Regions from separate parts of the Sus scrofa genome. Here region 1 is linked to region 2. Evidence: chromatin contacts called from public promoter capture Hi-C data. All regions are on one chromosome and are shown on one strand. Each heading gives the region's core, a stretch centred on a gene start, on an enhancer-like site or on the middle of the called end of the contact. The rest is flanking DNA. Distances are from core to core; before and after follow the strand shown. Region 1 holds the start of HSF2BP (heat shock factor 2-binding protein). Region 2 holds the start of CRYAA (alpha-crystallin A chain).

Region 1 (3,867 bases), core at 524-3,023, 340 kb after region 2:
ACGGGCCGGGAGGCTGGGATCTCCCTGAACGCAGCTCCAGGGCGCGGCCGGAGGGGAGCTCCCGCTGGGGCGGCCGATTCGCCCCGACCCGCGCCCCGCCTGCCCCGCCTGCCTCAGGGCCGTGCGGGGGGGGCCCCCGGGGGGCGGCGCAGGGGCACCGGGGCACGGCCCCCGCCCATCCCGCGGCCCCCGCGCTTCCGGAGGCGGAGCCGCCGCCCCCCACCGCCGGCCCTGGCCACGCTGCCCGCAGACGACGTCCGGGGCCTCCCCGAGCCCCCGAGCAAGGCCCAGGCAGACCCCGCTGAGCGCGGGGGAGCCGAGGGCAAGAGCGCGAACTCGCGGGCGGCGGCCCGCGCCTCGGCACCGACCCGAGCCTCGGCACTGACCCGGCGCGGCTCCTCAGCGCCGCCAGCCTCGCCCATGGCGGCGCGGTCTCGGCTCCGTGCGCCTGCGCGGGCGCGCACGCGCGGACCCCTCACGCCGGCGAGCGCGGGAACGCGTCCACGCCGGGGTCAGGTACGGGGAGCCGCGAGGCTCAGACCTCGTAGAGCTTTCGCTGCATCGCGGTCCCCACGGGCCGGGGGTGTGGAGGCGAGATCCCGCGTGGGCTCGTCCGGCTTTGGCCGAGGTCGTAACTTGTTAACTGCAAAGAAGAACAGGGAGACCCACGTGTCAGTGTCCAGTGAAATCACTCGATTCGGGTCCTTGATGTTTGGCGAGGGGTGTTATTTAGACTAAGGGGCCATGCGTTCACGCGAAGCAGCCGCCGGCGGCCCCTCTCGCGCGCTCAGCTCCAAACTCCATTCGCGAAGGTCGAAGCTTTCTGACAACAGGCTCCGCCGGCGGCGGCGGCGGTGTCTGCCCCAGATAAGGGAGCCTCAGTCCGGCCAGCAGGTTAAGGAACTGAGACGACCCCATGGACTGGGAGACATCGTTTGGTCCATTCACTAGCCCCCATATGCCCACTGAGTTCGTAACATATGGTGCAAGCTCTGGGTTCAAAGGTACCGGTTACGGGAGTTCCCGTGGTGGCTCGGTGGTTAACGAATCTGACTAGGAACCATGAGGTTGCAGGTTCGATCCCTGGCCTCGCCCAGTGGGTTAAGGATCTGGCGTGGCCGTGAGCTGTGGTGTGGGTCCAAGACGCAGCTCGACCCCGAGTTGCCATGACTGTGGTGTAGGCCGGCGGCCATAGCTCCCATTAAACCCCTAGCCGGCGAACCTCCATATGCCGTGGGTGCGACCCTGGAAAAATACAAAAACACCAAAGAAAAAAAAAGGTACCGATTATCGCACAACTAGGACTTCTGTCCAAAGCCGGACACAAGCCGACACTGTCCGAGTGCCCGGAGTACGCGCTCTCCAGGCCCGCGGGTGCACGCACCAGCACACGCACCCAGTCCTCGCCCCGGCTCCGGGCGCCCCTCCAGCGGGCTGCCCGCAACCTCCCGCCAGAACCCCGTTCCCACCGCGGCCCGAGGAGGCCAACGTAAAAACCCGGTGCCGTGTATCTCCCGGGAACAGCTGCGGGTCGGTTGGATGGAGATTTTGTGAAGTGGGCAAGATTCCAGACCACGCAAAACTGGCCCTCCGTCTCTTCCCGGCCTACACCCAGCGCTGGCTAACCTCGCCCTCAACGGCCCGAGCCTTGGCGACCGAGAGGCAGCGGCGGCGGCGGAGAGGCGCGACGCGCACCGGAGGAGCGTCGCTCCGCCGGGGCCCGGCCCGCAGCTCGCGGAACGCTCTGCGAGCGGCGAGCGGCGCCTTTGTGACGTCATCAGCCCGCGCGCCGGCGCCTTCTGCGCAGTCGCGGCACGGCGGCGGGCGCTCGGCGGCGGCGGGCTGCGGCCGGGGATGCTCCAACGGGCGCGATGGCCCCCGCCATGCAGCCGGCCGAGATCCAGTTCGCTCAACGGCTGGCGTCCCACGAGAAGGGCATCCGAGACCGGGCGGTGAAGAAGCTGCGCCAGTACATCAGCGTGAAGACACAGAGGGAGACAGGTGGGCTCCCTGCGGTCCGCCGCGCACATGGCGGCCGGGGTGGGGGAGCGGGGGTGAGGGGAGGGAGCCGCGGTGGGGGGGGGGTCCTGGCGGGAGTGGGGGGCGGGCCCGGGGAGCCGCGGGCGGAGCGGGGAGAGCGTGCGGCACAGCCGTGTGCTTCTCTGTGTCCACTTCCTGCGGGGTCTCCACCGGTTCTCCGGTTGAGCGGCGGCGGCGGAGGGGGTTAGGTGGTCCGCTGAGGGTCCCGGTGAGCCGGAAAGCCGAGAACCGTCCCAGTCTGCCCTCCCAGAGCTTGCACGTGGGATCAGTGCACTCACCTGTTTGATTCTGGTGCGCTCTTCCTTGAGTCACGCCTTCAGTTGACCAGGACGGAGAAGTCCGAATCCCTACCCCCGAGGAATTTATCCCGGGAAATCTGGCGGGGGGGGGGGGGAATAGATAACTGAAACGGAACTCGTGTAAGTGGAGTAAAGGAAATGAAAACCGAGGAACGGGGAAGCTCCTCTCCAAAGACTGTTGCAGGGAGGCCTCTCGGGGTGATGTTCTCCAGATCTGAGCCGGGGCACGAATGAGGAGCTGGAAGAGCGGTAAGTGAGAGAGAGGGAGGGTGTTAGGACGCGAGTTGGGAAAGTAGGCAGTGGCCAGGTCACAGCGGGCTCTTCAGTTTGGGTTTTAACTGCAGCGGGGTGCCATTGAGGAATCGTATTTACCCGGTCCGGTGTAAACCTTTGAAGGCATGGATTACAGTGCGGTGAAGTTTTTTATTGCACTGAGGAAAAGTCCGATTTGCTGCTAGTGTTAATACATTGAGTCTGTTTTAAAGAATGGATGTCTCCCCCTGTGCTGATCGCTCAGTTAGCCTTCTTTTGAAGGCTTCTGGGAAAAAGAAGATAAACTCTCCTGGGAAGTCCTAGGAAGAGGAACGAAGCCAGACTTCCTGACTTCAAATCTGTTAGGGTCTTCCTGACAGACTTGATTTCCTCTTATTCCATAAATGTTGTGTGTTCCTAAACCGAACTTTCTAACCCAGACCTTTGCTGCTTGCAGCTCAGATATGCCCTTCCCACCTGGCACCTCCACCTGGATGTCCTCAGGCTTCAGAATGCCCCACAGAGGCTCATCTTCTTCTGCTCTTTTATTTTGGGCACTAGTTCCCATCCTCCACTCAGACTCCAGTTGGACGCAGGGTATATGGTCCTGGACGCCTCTTCCTCTTTTTGTCCCCCAGCCCTGCATCTAGTGTCCTTTGGTCGCATCTCCTAAATTTCTCTGCCCTTACTGAAGGCTCCTCCATCTCATCGAGGCTTTGACACGCTTACCTCCTAACTGATCTAACACCTGCATGTGTGCCCCCTTAAACCCACGCTCCATGAAACAGCCTGGCGCATCTTCCTGAAACAACTGTATCACCACCTTCCTGAAGTTCTGGCCTTGCTGGTGGTGACATGTCCTCCTCTGTCCCCCACCTCAGCCCCTGTGCGGCTGCTTCACACTGGGTCCTGGGCTACCGTACACCATTCCTCCACACTCTCCCACTTTCGCCTCTGTTCACTCTGAAAAGCTCCCCCGCCCACTTGATCCACTCACAGCAGTCAGTCCAGTATCGCTTTTCTGAAATGCCTTCCCTGTCCTCTCCCCCCACTTCTCTACAAGTCTGAAGTGTCTGATATGTCCCCATTGTGGCACTTAGCTTATCTGCTGATGTGTCGTTCTTCCCCCAAAATGCCGTAAGCCTCTGTCTGCTTCCTTAGCTGGAAGCGGGAGCACATCCCGAGGTCCCAGGGCTGCCAGGGCACAAGAACAGGAACCAGATGCAGAAGCACAGGGCTGAGGCAGCCGGACAGGACCCGGTGCTCAAAGCTCTGT
Region 2 (3,757 bases), core at 220-2,719:
GCATCTCTGGAGACGGGAGGGAGAGCCCTTCTCTGTGCTGCAGGCAGGCAAGGGCTGTAATGTTAGCATAAGGCTCCCCAAGGGCCAAGCTGCTAAAAGACATGAAAGCCTGAAAACCAGGAGTGCCCTGAGTGGGGAAGGTCCCCCCTGGAAGGCATGCAGGGCCATAGCTGGAAGGACCACAGGGATGGGAGCAAGCCGGGCACCAGGCCAGTAAGAGGGACAGGGCACCTGGCTTAAGGTCGGTGGCTCTGTCCATTCCCAGGCCTCCAGGTTTGCAGGGACGGTGTCCAGGAGACCCTAGGATGTGGGGTTTCTCTGTTTACCATACCACACCTGCCTCCAGCTCTGGATGCACCTGGACCCCGCAACAGGGCTCCTCGGTGCCGGAATCAAGGCCATTTTTAGTTTCCGCTCTGCACTTTCTGTCTTTCCCCAGATTTTTTTTTTTTCTCTTTTTAGGGCAATACCAGCAGCATATGGAAGTTCCTAGGCTAGGGGGTGAATCAGAGCTGCAGCTGAGGCCACAGCCAGGCGGGATCCAAGCCACATCTGCAATCTGCACCACAGCTCATGGCAACGCCGGAGTTTTAACCCCCTGAGTGAGGCCAGGGATCGAACCTGCATCCTCGTGGATACAAGTTGGGTTCGTAACCCTCTGAGCTACAACGGGAACTCCCGTCTTTCTCCAGTGTTTTATAAGTGGCATAATTTTTGAAATCAGGAAGAACTAATAGAGGTAATTAATTCTATTTTGAAAACCTAATGCAGGAGTTCCCTTTGTGGCTCAGTGGTAACGAATCCAACTAGGATCCATGAGGTTGCGGGTTCCATCCCTGGCCTCGCTCAGTGGGTTTGGGATCCGGTGTCGCTGTGAGCTGTGGTGTAGCTTGCAGATGCGGCTCGGATCTGGCGTGGCTGTGGCTGTGGTATAGGCTGGCAGCTGTAGCTCTGATTTGACCCCTAGCCTGGGAACTTCCATATGCTGCAGGTGCAGCCCTGAAATGACACACACTCGCACACAAATGCAGCCTCACCGCATAGCCGAGGGCTTTGGGGACCACTTGCTCAGCCTCTATTCCTGTTTTCCCGTCTGTGACACAGGGTTTTGAGCTCCCACTTGCAAGTGGCTGTGGGACCCACGGGACCACATACGCAGACCACAGGCACGGTCCTGGCACACACAGGCCCAGGCCTAGGGACAGGGAGATGAGAGAACCCCCAGAAGCCCCTGGAGGGTGGGGCACAGAGCCCGCGGAGAGACGCCCCTTGGGATGCTGTGCGCCTGGTGCCCAGGCTCTGGGCGGCTCAGCGCCGCAGGCGGGGCTGGAGACGTGGGCACTCAGCCCAGCCGCGTTTCTGCTGACGGGGCGGCCGCCCTCCTGAGCTCACGCTTTCCGGGCAAATCCCCCTAATGCCTCCATTCTTCCCCGGCGTATATAGGGAGGGCCCGGGTCCCAGCTCCCCACCCAGCTGCCCAGAGGCCCCTGCCCAGAGCCCCGCCTGCCCCGGGTCCTGCAGAGCCGACGTCCGCCATGGACATTGCCATCCAGCACCCCTGGTTCAAACGCGCGCTGGGCCCCTTCTACCCCAGCCGGCTGTTCGACCAGTTCTTCGGCGAGGGCCTCTTCGAGTACGACCTGCTGCCCTTCCTGTCGTCCACCATTAGCCCCTACTACCGCCAGTCCCTCTTCCGCACCGTGCTGGACTCCGGCGTCTCCGAGGTAAGGCTTTCCCGCTGCTCCCCCCGGGGCACCCGGGCCGTGGCCCGAGGGGAGCGGGGTCTCTGAGGGCCGGCCTGGAGTGGACGTGACACCGGCTTGTGCCGTGGGGTGGATGGGGATGGCCACAGGGCCACTTTGGCCACTTTCCGCCCTCTTGCCACCTCTTCCCCCCTGGACGTGCAGAGGCCCGGTGGGCTGTCCCCCCAGCAGAGCGCCCCAGCCCCTGGGGGTGGTGGGAGGGGGAGCTGCCTGAGCCCCCCCTGTCCTTTCCTCCCACGAGCCCATGACAGTGTACCCTTGGTGATGCCCCGCTGTGGGCCAGGCACCCCAAGGACAGCCCCTCGGAGGCAGGGCGATGGCGGCTGAGCCTGGCGCTTGGCAGCTGTGCTTCCCCTTCAGCAGGAAGCCTCAGGTGTGCTGCGCTGCCTGAGTCCGGCAGGAGGGTCCTGTTTGAAGCCCCTCCGTGGCCGTGGAGCTGCAGCCAGTGGGCTCTTCCTGAGCTGGCCCGGGAGCCCAAGGCCAGGCCCCACGGGCCAGCAAGCAGGCCCCTGGCCTCCGTCCCCCAGGGTCCAGCCTTTTGGAGGCGCCAGGTCTTACCACTGCCTAAAACACAGAGGCTTGTCCAGAGCTGGTGCAAGGCCCATCACTCCAGGGGCCAAAGGAGGCCAAACGAGTGTCCCGAGCCAGGGCAGGAACAGGAGAGGGGACTGAAAGGGCTTTGTGTGCCAGGAGCTGGCAGCCTGTGTAGGCCCGCGGGCACCGCGCGTCTGGCACAGACGGGGCCCCAGGCTGTTTACAGAGAGGCGAGCGCTGAGGCCAAGGGCAGCGGTCCAGCTCCCGGTGCTCGGTCCTACAGGCCGGCCAAGCACTAACCATAACCAGCTAGCCAACCAACCTATAGCCAGCCCTCCAACCATAAACAGCTCAGGAACCATAACCAGCCAGTCAATCAACCTGTAATGAGCCCTGCAACTACAACCAGCCCCGCAATTCACTACCAGCCATCTAACACAACCAACCAGCCGCTCAACCCCAAACCAGTCCGCCAACCCCTTGCCAACCAGGCCCCGAGGTTCTGGTGGTCAGCTGGGTGGCCACGTGGGCCTGAGTCACGGGTCCCTCTGTCCCGTGGGGACATGGAGGGGGAGGTGAGGGCCCCGACTGCAGCCTCGGCTCTGACAACCGGGGGCGAGCACGTCGCCTCCCCAGTCCGGCCGTTCCGGTCAGCTCTGTAGGGGCCGCGGCCAGTCGCCTCCCAGCCGCAGCCCCGGGAGACCCACGCGGGTGCTTGGTTCCAGGTCCGGTCCGACCGGGACAAGTTTGTCATCTTCCTGGACGTGAAGCACTTCTCCCCCGAGGACCTGACGGTGAAGGTGCAGGAGGACTTCGTGGAGATCCACGGCAAGCACAACGAGCGGCAGGTGAGCGGGCGCCGCCTGGGCCCCGTGCGGGGGGCTGCCCCCCGCCCCCGCCCCCCCCCAGGGGGCCCTGCCGGAGCCCTCCGTGCCCGCAGGCGGTCCCCCGCTCCGTCCAAACCGCCTGAGGGACGAGGTGAGGTTAGGAAGGACCCTGGGGACGTGGGTGCACTCAGAGCTCCCCCCGCACCCCGGGCGGGACCAGCTCCCCGTCCTCTCAGACCGACTGTCTCGAGCGGGGGGCACAGCTGGGTTGGGGGGCCCGCAGCCTCGCAGCCCTTAGGGACCGGGGATCTCCCCAGAGCTCTCCCCGCTGGAGAGGAGCGAGTTGGCCTGGGGCTGAGCTGGGCCCCGAGTGTCAGGAGAAGGGGACGCCCTTGGCCCAGGCGAGACTTTCTGACCTGGCGTTCGGCAGGGAGCCGAGCCCCAGCGGTCTGCGGGGTCGCAGGTCCGGGGAAGCTGGCCCCGAGGGCAGGGCTCGGGCAGGCCTTTCAGGTGATCTCGGAAGGAAATAGACTGAAAAGCCAACCCCGTGGCAGCGAGGGCCCCGGGCAGGCTCAGACCGCTCACGGGGAGGCGGGGAGGCCGCAAGGCCCAGCCCCTGGCCCAGCCCCACCC

What was found. Promoter capture Hi-C pulls out the DNA fragments that hold promoters and counts their contacts.
Region 1: a contact with region 2 is called in a promoter capture Hi-C map of fetal skeletal muscle, with 7 times the contacts expected there. The contact joins the promoter of HSF2BP here to the promoter of CRYAA in region 2. A contact is called at or near these places in 2 of 5 promoter capture datasets (fetal skeletal muscle and liver) and 1 of 2 datasets of contacts at active chromatin or transcription factors (skeletal muscle).

The regions. Positions count from the first base shown.
Region 1 is chr13:206,627,378-206,631,244 of Sscrofa11.1, forward strand. It overlaps HSF2BP (heat shock factor 2-binding protein), which reads right to left and starts at 1,774. Exons shown (of 9, transcript XM_021071073.1): 1 at 1,627-1,774; 2 at 387-643. The coding sequence starts at 422. It overlaps RRP1B (ribosomal RNA processing protein 1 homolog B), which reads left to right and starts at 1,799. Exons shown (of 15, transcript XM_021071070.1): 1 at 1,799-2,001. The coding sequence starts at 1,872.
Region 2 is chr13:206,292,408-206,296,164 of Sscrofa11.1, forward strand. It overlaps CRYAA (alpha-crystallin A chain), which reads left to right and starts at 1,470. Exons shown (of 3, transcript XM_021069290.1): 1 at 1,470-1,724; 2 at 3,023-3,145. The coding sequence starts at 1,536.